Linked DNA regions of Macaca mulatta: region 2 is linked to region 1. Evidence: chromatin contacts called from public Hi-C data. All regions are on one chromosome and are shown on one strand. Each heading gives the region's core, a stretch centred on a gene start, on an enhancer-like site or on the middle of the called end of the contact. The rest is flanking DNA. Distances are from core to core; before and after follow the strand shown.

Evidence for each region. A called contact is a pair of places that touch in the nucleus more often than the background predicts.
Region 2: a contact with region 1 is called in a Hi-C map of fetal cortical plate, with 2.4 times the contacts expected there. The contact joins the promoter of PCNA here to the enhancer-like site in region 1. A contact is called at or near these places in 4 of 14 Hi-C or Micro-C datasets (cortical neurons, fetal cortex germinal zone, fetal cortical plate and 1 more).

What each region holds. Positions count from the first base shown.
Region 1 is chr10:78,536,555-78,539,378 of T2T-MMU8v2.0, reverse strand. No RefSeq gene overlaps it. Among named protein-coding and RNA genes, the nearest start is that of PROKR2, 130 kb to the left of the region's middle. Within about 2 kb of position 1,353, at least 3 of the 40 cell types and tissues checked have an H3K27ac peak or open chromatin away from gene starts, as enhancers often do. A contact at or near this core is called in fetal cortical plate, where this site is marked.
Region 2 is chr10:78,833,447-78,836,270 of T2T-MMU8v2.0, reverse strand. It overlaps PCNA (proliferating cell nuclear antigen), which reads right to left and starts at 1,444. Exons shown (of 6, transcript NM_001266090.1): 1 at 1,032-1,444; 2 at 222-319; 3 at 63-130. The coding sequence starts at 1,252.

The DNA.
Region 1 (2,824 bases), core at 104-2,603:
TTTACTTCTTCTAAGAGAAAAGAATCAAATAGACTCAATTAAAAAATGATAAAGGGGATATCACCACTGACCCCACAGAAATACAAACAACCATCAGAGAATGCTATAAACATCTCTACCCAAATAAACTAGAAAACACAGAAGAAATGGATAAATTCCTGGACACCCACACCCTTCCAAGACTGAAACAGAAAGAAGCTGAATCCCTGAATAGACAAATAAGTTCTGAAATTGAGGCAGTAATAAATAGCCTGCCAACCAAAAAAAACGTCAGGACCAGATGGATTTACAGCTAAATTCTACCAGAAATACAAAGAGGAGCTGATACCCTTTCTTCTGAAACTGTTCCAAATAATTGAAAAGGAGAGACTTCTCCCTAACTCATTCTGTGAGGCCAGCATCATCCTGATACCAAAATATGGCAGAAATAAAACAAAAAAAGAAAACTTCAGGCCAATATCCCAGATGAACATTGATGCAAAAATTATCACTAAAATACTGGCAAACCAAATACAGCAGAACATCAAAAAACTTATCCACCACGATCAAGTTGGCGTCATCCCTGGGATACAAGGCTGGTTCAACATATGCAAATCAATTAACGTAATTCATCACATAAAGATATCTAAAAACAAAAACCAAATTATTATCTCAACAGACACAGAAAAGTTCTTCAATAAAATTCAAAATCCCTTCATGTTAAAAACTCTCAATAAAGTAGGTACTGAAGGAATGACCTCAAAATAATAAGAGCGATTTATGACAAACTGACAGCTAATGTCATACTAAATGGGCCAAAGCTGGAAGCATTCCCCTTGAAAACTGTCACAAGACAAGGATGCTCTCTCTCACCACTCCTATCCAACATAGTATTGGAAGTTCTGGCCAGGGCAATAAGGCAAGAGAAAGAAATAAAGGGTATTCTATATCCACTCTTACTCAAATTCTATTAAACTCCAAATTGTAAGAGACTATTGTCAAAGCTAAAACAAAATGATGTTGGGGATTTATGCCATATATCACTGCAGTGAGGTCAAACTTCAGGAACTGTTAGCTCCTGACAGTTTGAACAAAGAGACATATTAAACATACTGATTTTAAAGTCATCCCTCTGACTTCCTGGACCACCCAATATTTTTCCTGAAGGCATACAAAATTCAAAATTAAATAAAACTGTATTTTTGAAAATAACCCCCACATTTCTAAAATGTGAACGGGGCAGCACAGACGCACATTGACAGCTACCTCCATCATTTAAAAGGGAGTTTCTGAGGCAGTTCTAATGAAGTGGGAATTTTGCAGATAATGTAAAATTCAAAAACACTGAGGAGATGTTAGGTGCAAACATGCCAAGCACATAAAGCAGCATCTGGCAGTTTCCCTTTGGAGGCCTCGTGTGCCAGCATTTCACTTAGATAAGAAAAAAGTCTCCTATTTTCAACAATCTTCTTAAATGCTTTAATTTGACACTATCTGAAAGTGATACTTAAGTTGTGGTAAATCACATTTAATTGCAGCAGTCTACTCTCTATTATTTCACTATTGCTTCAATTTCTCTCTAAGTTCTCAAAGACCCCATGGAAAATAAAATATTCCTTAATGGAAGTGCTTTCATTCTTAGTGACTTTTTGCCCATCTTGGTCAATTATTTTGACATATGCTAAAACAGTAGCAGTCATATTGAAAGGCCAAGGAAAGCTGAAAAGTACAACTCCTCTCTAAGAACATTTGGCTGTATTTCTATATTACCTGCCTAAAGAGTCTAAATCTTATTTTTAGCCACTCTCTATCCATAGCACCTGGTTCTCTACCGCTAATGTTGGAGTAATGAGTTCGTGAAGTGCCTACCAGCCATGAGGACTAGGGGCTTGGGGGTACAGATAAAGAAGACACAGACCCTGCCCTCCAGGAGGTTGAAGGAAAGAAGGGTGGGCCAATCAGTGCTCCTGAGACAGAGTGGCCCCGCTTCTGAGTCTTCTGTTTACTGAGGGCCTTTGTGCTGGATACTGGGCTGCTCCTCCATATTCATTACTATCTGATATGGTTTGGATCTGTGTGTCCACCCACATCTCATGTTCAATTGTAATCCCCAATGTTGGTGGTGGGGCCTGGTGGGAGGTGATTGGACATAGGGGCACTTTCTAATGGTTTAGCACCATCCTTCTAGTGCTGTTCTCATGATAGACTTCTCACAAGACCGGGTTGTTTACAAGTGTCTAGCACCTTCCCCCTCTCTCTTCCTCCTGCTCCAGCCATGTAAGACAAGCCTGCTTCCCCTTCTCCGTGCTTCCCCTTATACCATGACTGTAAGTTTCCTGAGGCCTCCCCAGCCATGTTTCCTGTACAGCCTGTGGATTCATGAACCCATTAAATGTCTTTTCATTATAAATTACCTAGGCTCAGGTATTTCTTTATAGCAGTGTGAAAACAAACTAATACAGTCCCTCCTGAGAGCAATGCTGTGATGCAGGAAGAGAGCCTTACGTTCAGGAAAGGATGCCTGGTCCTTTGAACATGCTGGTCCTTTTCATAGGTCCATGGTTCAGGCCACCTTAAAGAGGCAACTTGGGTGTTCTCCATCCAAACTTGGACATGGGAATTTTGAGAAATAAGACTCTGGGCTCTGGAGATTCTGGTTCTCTGGTTATCCCATCTGAAGTCCAGCTACCTCCGGAGAACAGTAAGTGGAGGAATTTGTTCTCAGTGATTCCTAGAGCTGGGTCCCAGTCTTGGGACACAATGGAAGCCTCTTTCTTCTTCATTAGGTCCATCTACTGAAGAGCCTGAGTTTCAGAGGAGTTAGTGGACTTGCTCAGGTCTTGAC
Region 2 (2,824 bases), core at 195-2,694, 300 kb before region 1:
TTCTATGATATAACTATCATGCCTGTGTACAGCAGTCGCTACAATCAGAAACTGATACTCACTGGAATTCCAAGTTGTTCAACATCCAAATCCATCAACTTCATTTCATAGTCTGAAACTTTCTCCTGGTCTACCAAAAAAAAGCAAATGCTGTTGAGAAACACTGGCACAGAGTTTTGATCTTCTGTAGCTTCATAACTCAGTAAAAAGGTACGACTTACTGGGTGCTTCAAATACTAGCGCCAAGGTATCCGCATTATCTTCAGCCCTTAGTGTAATGATATCTTCATTGCCGGCGCATTTTAGTATTTTGGACATACTAGAAGACAGGAGACACATGGTTTAAAATCAACACCATCTACTGAAGGTCTGTATTTCTAATGCAGTTAGAAGGGGTTACCACTCTCACCCATAGGCCGTCTCAGAACTGGTGGAGGGTAATTGCACTGCTGGAGGATGCGAATATTAATGCAGACATTTTGGGATGCATCTGGCAGTATTTATACTAAAATACCACCAGCAGTTTCCCTTCTGGATAGAAACAATCTCCTGCCACTAAGTAGGATGACAGGCTGACACTTTTCTCGCAAGGGCACATTATAAAGCATTTAAAGTCAATCGCGACTGAGCCGGGAGGATCGCCTGAGCCCAGAAGTTGGAGACCAGCCCGGGCCAACACATCGAGACCGTCTCGGAAACAAAAAAGCCACAACTAAAGCGTCCATTCAAGGCCAACAGGATTTAGTGAGCAAAAGCTCTGGAGCAGTGTTCCTGGCACTGCAGAAAAACCAGTCATTTTCCCGCCACCACCCGCTTTGTGACTTTGGCGCGAAAAAGCAGGTTCGCGCAGCAGCCAGCGCGGGCTTTTCCGAACCGCGCGCTCAGCTGGGCCCCACCCCCCTGCATGGCAGGCCAATGAGAAGGTGCGGATGGTCCACGCCAGCCAATGAGGGCTCGGCTCGGAAGCGATCCCGCCAAACCCCGGAGGTGGGGGTGGGCCGGGGCCGGCTTCTCGACGCCGCGAGGCTCACCTGGTGAGGTTCACGCCCATAGCCAGGTTGCGGTCGCAGCGGTAGGTGTCGAAGCCCTCAGACCGCAGGGTGAGCTGCACCAAGGAGACGTGGGACGAGTCCATGCTCTGCAGATTTACGCCGCTGGAGCTAATATCCCAGCAGGCCTCGTTGATGAGGTCCTTGAGGGCCTCCAACACCTTCTTCAGGATGGAGCCCTGGACCAGGCGCGCCTCGAACATGGTGGCGGAGTGGCAGCAACGCGGCTACAGGCAGGCGGGAAGGAGGAAAGTCTAGCCGGTTTCCGCTTCAGGAGCCTCAGAGCGAGCGGGCGAACGTCGTGACGAGAAGCTGAGACCTAGAAACAGAACTACCAGTCTGCTACGCCTGCAACCGTTTAATGCCGCCGCGTCCGCCAGCGCGCGCTCTTACCCTGCGCCGCGTTGCGACGTCACCACGCTGCCCGGCCCACGGCCTGGGCGGGTTAGAATTTAGGGCCAATCGTGCCGATGCTCCCCGCGAGGCCCGCCCCCTAGGACATACATTGGAGGAAGCGGGTGCAGGGCGGGGCAGCGTCCCGCAGGTCTCCCCGCCTCTTCGCCTGACTCCTGAACCTGACCACTGAACAAGTCCGGGCATATGTGGGGATCCGGCCCAGGCCCCGGTTCGTCAAGCCCCAGCTTTATGGTGCCTCCTCAGCCTCCAGCTCCGTGGGTAGAAAGTTTCCAGCCACGAAAGTGAAAGTGAAAAGCAAATCCAGCCTACCGGGAGGAAAAGCCTCCTTGTAGCCTGAAGAGTACAGCTGCTGCAAATATGCACTTTATTTTTCAATTACAAAAGTGATGCGCTCCTAAGTGTCACACCATAAAGAGTTATGTTAAACTTAGCTCCCTCTCACCTCTTAACATTCCACTGCCAGCTCTTATAATCACTCAATCGTTCCTTGTATAAAGCTTTTAAAGCTTTTTTGAAAGTTCGAATACACTTTTTTTTTTCAAAATGCACTCATTCCGTAAACACTTCGAAAAAGTACTTAATAAAGTACATTTAATTTTATGCCACGTACATCTTTTTTATATCAGTACCTCTTTAAAAGATAGCATCACATGTATGTAACTTATCAATCTCCTGTTAATTACAAACACCTTTGAGCACTTAGGCAATTTTGGTGCTATCAACTCCTTGAAGTAATACAGCTGAGTCAAAGAGCGTACACATTTAATTTTTTTTCTTTTCTTTCTTTCTTTTTTTTTGAGATGGAGTCCTGCTCTGTCATTCAGGCTGGAGTGCAGTGGCGCGATCTCGGCTCACTGCAACCTCCGCCTCCCAGGTTCAAATGATTCTCCTGCCTCAGCCTCCCGAGTAGCTGGGATTACAGGCGCCTACCACCGCGCCCGACTAATTTTTTTTTTTTTTTTTTTTAGTAGAGACGGGGTTTCACCATGTTGGCCAGGCTGGTCTCGAACTCCCGACCTCAGGTGATCACCCGCCTCAGCCTCCCAAAGTGCTGGGATTACAGGCATGTGCCACCATGCCCGGCTAAATTTTTGATAAATGTTACTAAATCTCTAAAAGTTTGCAATTTACATTCTAGCCAAGACTGTGTATGAACATGCTCATTTATCTTTATTTTCCTAACTACAGATATTAGCAATCTCATTTTTTAATCATTGCTCATCTGTGTCAAAAATTCAATTTTTTTTTTTTTTTGAGACAGAGTCTTGCTCTGTTGCCCCGGCTGGACTGCAGTGGCACTATCTCGGCTCACTGAAACCTCCGCCTCCCAGGTTCAAGCAATTCTCCTGTCTCAGCCT